Regions from separate parts of the Mus musculus genome. Here regions 2 and 3 are each linked to region 1. The links are chromatin contacts, called in public Hi-C and HiChIP or PLAC-seq maps. All regions are on one chromosome and are shown on one strand. The core of a region is the stretch at or near the end of the contact, and the rest is flanking DNA. Distances in the headings are between cores, read along the strand shown. Region 1 has its middle 18 kb from the start of 3930402G23Rik. Region 2 has its middle 14 kb from the start of Gm32485. Region 3 overlaps Gm32540 (a long non-coding RNA gene).

Evidence for each region. Hi-C and Micro-C count contacts between places; a contact is called where the count stands out from the background. HiChIP or PLAC-seq counts read pairs in DNA pulled down with a chosen protein or histone mark.
Region 2: a Hi-C map of centrocytes shows a contact between it and region 1, with 1.5 times the contacts expected there. The contact joins two enhancer-like sites. A contact is called at or near these places in 2 of 15 datasets of contacts at CTCF or cohesin (large pre-B cells and pro-B cells) and 9 of 484 Hi-C or Micro-C datasets (B cells, the N1E-115 cell line, centrocytes and 5 more).
Region 3: an H3K27ac HiChIP or PLAC-seq map of extraembryonic endoderm stem cells shows a contact between it and region 1. The contact joins two enhancer-like sites. A contact is called at or near these places in 3 of 484 Hi-C or Micro-C datasets (the AML12 cell line, liver and pre-pro-B cells) and 4 of 115 datasets of contacts at active chromatin or transcription factors (extraembryonic endoderm stem cells, kidney, microglia and 1 more).

Annotation. Positions count from the first base shown.
Region 1 is chr8:10,944,821-10,947,329 of GRCm38.p6, reverse strand. No RefSeq gene overlaps it. Among named protein-coding and RNA genes, the nearest start is that of 3930402G23Rik, 18 kb to the right of the region's middle. Within about 2 kb of position 1,254, at least 301 of the 459 cell types and tissues checked have an H3K27ac peak or open chromatin away from gene starts, as enhancers often do. A contact at or near this core is called in B cells, the N1E-115 cell line, centrocytes and 5 more, where this site is marked.
Region 2 is chr8:10,830,182-10,832,690 of GRCm38.p6, reverse strand. No RefSeq gene overlaps it. Among named protein-coding and RNA genes, the nearest start is that of Gm32485, 14 kb to the right of the region's middle. Within about 2 kb of position 1,255, at least 51 of the 459 cell types and tissues checked have an H3K27ac peak or open chromatin away from gene starts, as enhancers often do. A contact at or near this core is called in B cells, the N1E-115 cell line, centrocytes and 2 more, where this site is marked.
Region 3 is chr8:10,856,282-10,858,790 of GRCm38.p6, reverse strand. Gm32540 (a long non-coding RNA gene) reads left to right here. Exons shown (of 3, transcript XR_870139.3): 3 at 1,051-2,509. Among named protein-coding and RNA genes, the nearest start is that of Gm39130, 7.3 kb to the right of the region's middle. Within about 2 kb of position 1,255, at least 26 of the 459 cell types and tissues checked have an H3K27ac peak or open chromatin away from gene starts, as enhancers often do. A contact at or near this core is called in extraembryonic endoderm stem cells, liver and microglia, where this site is marked.

The DNA of each region.
Region 1 (2,509 bases), core at 5-2,504:
TTACATTCTTAAGTTTATGTCTTAAGAATAAACCCCCTCCCCCTCCAGATCCCCTTCTACTGCACAGCTGGCTTCAGCTGAATGAGGTTACTTAGTTGTTTAGCTGCTATTGTTTTAAGGCGGTGTGTGTGTGTGTGTGTGTGTGTGTGTGTGTGTGTGTGTGTGTGTGTGTGTTAGGGGGTGGCCCCTCCTTGTCAGCCCATGCTCATGAAGCCTGGAACCAGGGCAAGGAGTTAATCTGTGCGCGAACTCCCTGCTATTTGTGGCGCAGTGGCCCAAGGCAGGAGTTTGAGACTTGTTCTACATATCATAGGGGCTCCACAGAGAAACCCCTGCCTGAAAATATCGAGAGAGAGAGAGAGAGAGAGAGAGAGAGAGAGAGAGAGAGAGAGAGAGAGAGAGAGAGAGCGCTCTGCGAATCTCCCTGACCCTCAGGGACCACACAGGTGCGACCCTTTTGGCTTTCCAGTCCTGGCTGAACTTCAGCCTGCCTGCCTTTACTCATCTGTTTGATCCTCTAACCATCCCCATCAACCGTGGTATCTGATCTGTCCTTTGCTGACCCTCTTGCTACGCGTCAGAGGACTTTTTTTTTCCCTATTCCTTTGTCTGATTCGTTTTGCTTTTAAACGTAGGTTTTTTACTATTGTTGGCCACAGAGGAGGAGGCCACTCTTCTGGGCTGCCCGGTGCCAGAGAAGTTTTATTTTGCTCGCTCCCCTTGGCTTTTGCTGTTTTCCCTTCTTCTTTCTCGTTCCTTCTCCTCCCCCTTCCCTGCCTGTAGCTGCAATTTCTTTATGGGTGCAATTTCCTCAGCTATCTCTCTGGCTCAAATGGGGTGTTTGATTTTTATTTGTTTCCTCCAGGGCCGGCCCTTTCACTTGCTGCTCGCAGTCACTATCAGCTTGGCGAGTTCCTCTGTCTGGGATGGCCTTTGCTTCGGTTTTTATGAATGGAGGGCCGGGCTGCTTTGCGCAGGGCTGGTGCCGGTTCTCTGCCGCGCGTACACATCTGTTTCCTGTGCAGCCTCTTCCTTGAATGGCAACTGCTGCTGTTCCGCAGTGGGCGAGGCAGCAGGAAGGCCTGGGCCACCTCCCCACGCCTGCCTGGGCCAGCTGCCAAGACAGGGAGGGTTTTCCCTGGAGCTGATAAGTGCATTACGGAGACTTCCTGGCTTTCTTGGTTCAGGGCGGCCTCGTGGCCTCAGTAAAGGTTCACAAGAACCCAGGCCAAGAGAGAGCTTCCTCCCTGTGCTGTGCAGATGCAGTTAGCAGCAACTCCCCGCAGCCACCTTGTGATTGGTGGTTTAGCTGCTGTCGGCAGAACCCATTCATGAAAACAGAAAGGGAACAGGTTTTTTTTTTTTTTTCATCTCTAAATCTCTGAAACTCCTGCTTACTGAGGGCGTTTTGTGTGCTGGCTTCTTAAGCTTTATGGTTTGGAACTGAAATGTCCCTCAGGCTCAGCTGCCAGCTGATTTGGGGGAGATGACTGGATCTTCAGGGCTGTGACCTCACTGGTGGCCTCATAGCTTGGTGGCATTGCTGAGAGGCCATGGAAAGGAGGTGGGTTCTTCTTGGAGGGAATGGGTCTCTCTCTTGTCTCTGGCCCTCTCTCCCTGTTCGCTGGCCACCATGGGCTGGGCAGCTCTACCCTGCCCCACACTCCTGTCATGATGTTCAGTCTAGGAGTGACAGAGCCTAGGGACCATAGACTGAAACCACAAGAAAGTAAATTCAGTCCTTCTTTGTCATTCCCCACCCCGTGTGTGTGTGTATGTGTATGTGTGTGTGTGTGTGTGTGTGTTTGTGTGTGTGTGTGTGCTTGCATTACATGTGCACACGTAGAAGCTGGAGATTGATGCTGCAGTTCATCCTTGATCATCTTGTTATCTTTTTCATTGAAGGCAGAGTCTCTCAATCAAACCCAGAGCCTGCACATATGTCTGCCATTGGGAGCCAGCTTGCTCTGGCTATTCTGTGCATCAGCCTCCCCAGGCTGGGCTTACAGCAGGCCACCACACCTCTCTGTCATTCTCTGGGAACCTGAATTGCATTCCACTCCTGTGGCACACATACTTTAGTCCCTAAGCCACCCTCTGCAGCCCCAAACTTCTCCTTCTTCCGTTCTGTGCATCAGGCATTTTGTCACAGTAAAGAAAAGTGATTACCACCCTGGGGATTGGATTGGACCCCCTTGCCGGCGTCTTCTATCCACACTGTTTTCCTCATGATCTGCACTATTTAATTATGGCAACTGCTAAAAATTTGCTTTGCCAAGATAGAGCCTCATGGGCAGGATGCAGGACACCCCAGTATCAGTGACTGGTGGACCCAGGGCATCACTCCAAGTGAGTAGAGCTGTCTAAGAACAATGTGTTTCCCTGGAGACACATGGCTGCCCTGGGTGCACAGCAGCGCCCAGGGAGGTTGTTTGTTTGTTTGTGGGAGTTACCCCAAGCATGCAGCATGAAGCACACCCATCTCTGTGTCTGGTTCTTCTTCTTGAGC
Region 2 (2,509 bases), core at 6-2,505, 110 kb after region 1:
CTATCTACCAACTACCAAAGCAGCATCATAGGAAGGAGAAACATACGTGGGCACCTAGGTGGTGGTGTCTGAACCAGGGGCAATGATTTTCCTTACCTTAGTGCTGGTCCAGGAGTATAACCTATTGTGTCATGGGCGGAGGGTGTATGTCCAACCTGTGTAGGTGGAGAGAGAACTGTGAATTCTGTCACTGCTCTGGGAACCTTGATCAAGGGCAGGAAGGAGCACCTGCCTCAGGTCTCAGTGTGGATGAGGGAGTAGGAATGGAGGAGAAGCCTGGGTTTCCTCGGTACGTTGGCTCAGGATGCTTAGTCATGCTCATGCTCGCTGGACAAAGATAATCATTAAAATTGCAAGTCAGTGCTTCATATGAGAGGTATTGTGAGTTCACAGCCTCAAGTGTCCAGGCAGATCTTCTTCTGTCAGTGGAAGGACTTGCGTTAGGATTTAAGACTGGAATGATGACATTGTGGGGGTGGGGGTGGGGGTGGGGGTGGGGGTGGGGGTGGTGCGTGACCAAAACCAGTGCTCAGTCTCAGTCTCGGTTTCGGTTCTGGTGTTAGCAAGTTGTCAGGTTTGGGGCTATTGACGCTGTGACAGTCGCCAGGGAACTTCACAGTTTCATGTGCACATTTCTGTTGCTTCTACACACAAATGAAGTTTAGACAGAAGAAACCAAGAAACAGAACCCCACTAAACAGACTTCCTGCTCTATAGCACAGCTGTCTGCTTTGACCCTACGGCAAGAACAGAGCAGATGCACACACAGGTGTGTGTGTGTGTGTTCTTGTTAATCACCATTGAAACTGAACAGAAAGGCTGCATTAGAAATGCAAGATAAAACATCTCCATGCATTAGGGGACAGGAGAAGGAAAATGCTTGTGATTTGAGGTTTGTAGATCTCTGGTCTGTCTATAGATGTGGGTGAAGTCTATGCTTCAGGGAGCCTTCCTGTGTCATCCCACTTCCCAGGCCACCAGCACACTGCTGAGCTTGAACCCCCAGCATACTTGCAGGCTGTGTCTTTGGAGAGATCCAGCCATGGGTTGAGCATCCGGCTTTGGGAATTGCCTGGTCTCTGATGAACGTCTGTGGAACTGGGGCAGGAGAAATGATTCTGTCTATAAAGTGCTTGCTGTGCCACAGTCTGAGTTCAGATCGCCAGAATCCGTGTAAAAAGCTGGGTGTGGTGTCTTGTTCACAATCCTAGCACCATGAAAGTAGAAATGGGAAGTCTGCTCGCCCAGCTGAATCAGCGAGCTCCAGGTGCCAGTAAGAGATGCTGTTTAAAACCAAACTAAACCTACAAAAAACAAGGTCACCTGAGGAGAGACACTGTGCTCTATAGCCTCCTCTATACACACACACACACACACACACACACACACACACACACAGACACACACACACACAGACACACACACACAGACACACACACACACAGACACACACAGACACACATACACACACACATACACACATACACACAGACACACACACACACACACAGACACACACACAGACACTCACACACACACACTCACACACACACACACACACACACACACACACACACACACACACACACATAGACAGACGCACATGCGCAGGCAGGCATGTGCGCGTGCGCATGGTATGTGGAAGTGAAACTGATCCATGATGGCTTCTGTGGCTGTGGTTGCTTGCTGCTGGCATCTTTGTCTGCAGTCTCTTAGAGCACACACGGTATCTGAGTGCTTGCACTAGGCACTACACTTCACTAGTCAAGATGCCGGAGCACAGGCCGGAAACTAAGACTGACTTCCGATGTCCCAACTAAGTGGCCTTCCAGAAATCACAAGATATCACTCGGCCTCTGTTTCCACATTGGTATTCATTAGGAATCGTACGTATACCCGGTAAACTATGATGCTAGACAGCTAATCTTATAGCACCCGACTACTGAAATGCATATGTGAAAATGCACTTGTCTGTGAAGAGCTACTGTGGGCCAGGACGGATGCTAGCCAGGTGTGAGAGTGCCAAGGCCAATCCACAGGGTTCTCTCAGGGACTTCCCGTACACCACAAGCTTCTGGCATATCCAGTGAGGGTCTAGTTCTGTCTTTAGAACCAGGGTGGCATGCTTGGAGAGAGTCACATAAAAGCTGGCATTCAAGTGTGGTTTGATGGTTTGGGTCCATCCAAGTGGATAGCAAGCTTCTTGGCAGGAGGGAAGGTTCTGAGGTGACACAGATGTGGTGAGTCGGAGACTCTAATCTAAAGTTAGTGTGCTGAAGCAGAGAGAAAGAGAGGGTGCAGGGCAGGCCTGGGGGAGCAGTTGTGGCCCCTCCAAACACAGACACAGGGGAGCATGTATTTAAAGGCATTGGGAAGCTACTTGGGGGTTCTACCAGTGTCCCTTGTCTTTCTTGGCTGCCGCCAAACCTTTCTGTTGCATGTCGGCTAACAGGATAGCCTAGTTTTGCAGACAGAATCTGTACCTTATTTTCTAAGCTACACTTTGTGT
Region 3 (2,509 bases), core at 6-2,505, 89 kb after region 1:
GCTTTGTTGGACATCAATGGGAAGAGGGGTCCTAAGGGTGTAGAGGAATGCCAGTGCAGGAAGCTAGGAGTAGGTGGGTGGGTGGGGGAGCATCCTCATAGAGGTAGGGGGAGGAGAGATGGGATGGGGGTTTCAGAAGGGAGGCCTGGAAAGGGGAAAACATTTGAAATGTAAATAAAGAAAATATCCATTTTTTTTAAAAGGTGATTCCTGCGACCCTTTGGGACAAAGAGAGGATAAGCCAACCCCTGATCTACCAGGTGGTTGCGCTGCCATTGCAGCTTGCCCATAAGTCCCAGTGTTCAAATTTGAAAGGTCTCTCAGCTCTGTGAGCTGTGCTCCTTTACCTGAGAAGGAGTAGGTAGGGCCCTTGGGCAAATGCCCTGGGTTCCTTCAGGTTCTGAGGAGGCCAGATTTGTCTGGCTAGGTAGGAGTTCCCCTGGCTTGCCTCTATCGTAGGCCAGTCTGGAAAGATGCAAGGGAGAGACAGATTCGTTGATGTAGGATCTGGATGTTGCCTGCTTTTTTAAATAAAAGAAACAAAGAAATAGGTCCACTCTCTCCCAGGCCCCTGGAAAAATGTCCCATCATCCTCTGGGCATCATACAAGAACACACCCGCTGTCCTAAGGTATGAATGAGGCCAGTCTAGCTTTGGAACAAATAAACACAATGGCCTTGGGGAGCTTGGACTTCCTCTTCCTCTTTCATGGTTCCTCTTGGCAGGTTCTCATGGGAACCTGGCTTGTGGTGAGTGGACCTTTGTGCTTCTAGCTAACAAGGATGAGCAGAGGGAGACGAACTTAGGATTGGCAGTTGGGTTTTCACTGATGAACGTGGGTAGATCTCTAGTAGATACCCATCTATGACTGCTGTACTTTCATTTGTGGAGACTTCCCCAGCTAAGCTTTCATATACCCAGATGTAAAAATGAAATAAAATAAAATAAAACAAAATCTGCCAATGCCACTGAAATTGTGGTGGCAAATAGGCCATGGTGAAAAGAAGCAGATTTTCAAACTAGACTATAATTTTCATTTTTTTTTTTCAGACTACAGAATTCAGGTGACAGAATCTCATTAAACACACAACCATTCAGAGTATCAGGCATGAAATCCTGGAGTCTTCCCTGATTGCATAGTGCTCTTAAAAGCCCGGACAGTCAAAAGGCGTGACCAAGCCTCAGGGGGCAGAGGCTGCTCAGTGCCAAGGCCTCCTGCCCTCCAGCCCAGCTTGCCTCTGCTCACTCGATATAGGCTTATCTGTCACTCGGGGTCAAATGGAAACTTCCAAGCCGCCGTGTGCTCATACACATGGGCTGTGTCGTATCAATGACGTGCCTCCCTTGGAAAACAAAACACCGTCCCTCACAGTTGTCCCCTTGTGCGTAGACAGTGGCAAATGCTTATTTGCTAAACCTCCCGTCTCCTTCATTTCTGGGTCCCATTGAGATCATGGAAACACAAAGTAAATACCCACAGAAGAAAAAAAATGGCCCTGAGAGTATTTATTTAAGAGTATTGTTCCAGGATATGCACAAAGATAAAGACTGTGTAATGAATGGCGACTCCGGAGGCCAAGCACCAAGACGTTCTATCCTGTACCAGCAGTTACCCTGGCCAGGAAGAGGCCGTGTGCTACCTCAGGACATGCCCTTATAAAAGAGTCACCTTGCCAAGCTGCCAACTGGTTCTCTTTACCCTAGAGGATCAAGGGAAAGAACAAAGGGAGGAGGCAGGTGTGATCTGATCCATTCACAGCCACAGGAGTATACAGACAGGCAGGGACTTTTTTCCTGGAGAAGGGACAACAGATGGTGTCAGAGAAGAACATTAGTATTATGCCATACCTACAGATTCCAGAGAGCCCAGGTAGGGCTGTGGGTCTGTGAAACACTAGTATCTAGTAGCTAGCTCTCTCAGGAATGTGGGGCAGGGGGATTCCGGCCTTGTAGAAGCCGCATGGCAGGAAAACAGGTCTCCACTGGGTTCAGGTGTCTCTAAGACTCAGAGAAAGGTCTCTAAGACCCAGAGAAAGGTTCATTTAACTTCCAATGCTCCCCCCCCCCCCACACACACACGGAAACCTCGAATGAAGGGACAGCAATTTGGAAGCAAGTCAAATGAAATACAGAGCGGAAACCCACTCACGTCTCTGCATGCTTAATGATCATTGACTTTTAAAATGGGTTTTGAAATAAAAAGCCTTCTGGAAGAAATGCAGATTTGAAGGGATTACTAGAAAGCACGGATCGAGTACCCTGCTGTCTGCATTAATTCCTCCATAGGTGGGAACTCTGCCGGCCTCCTGATTTCCTATGTTCGCGTATCTGCAGTCCAATTATTAGACGGCAAAAAGCCATAGAGGCCCCTGGATGGGCCTAGGAGCAGATTTTTCATAAACAGACCTGTTGGTTCACCCTTAGCTCATGAAGCCGCTGCTTAAGGAGACTGTGAGAAATACAGTCAGACAAGACAGGGCACTGGCAGCTTCCTGCTTCACATAACATG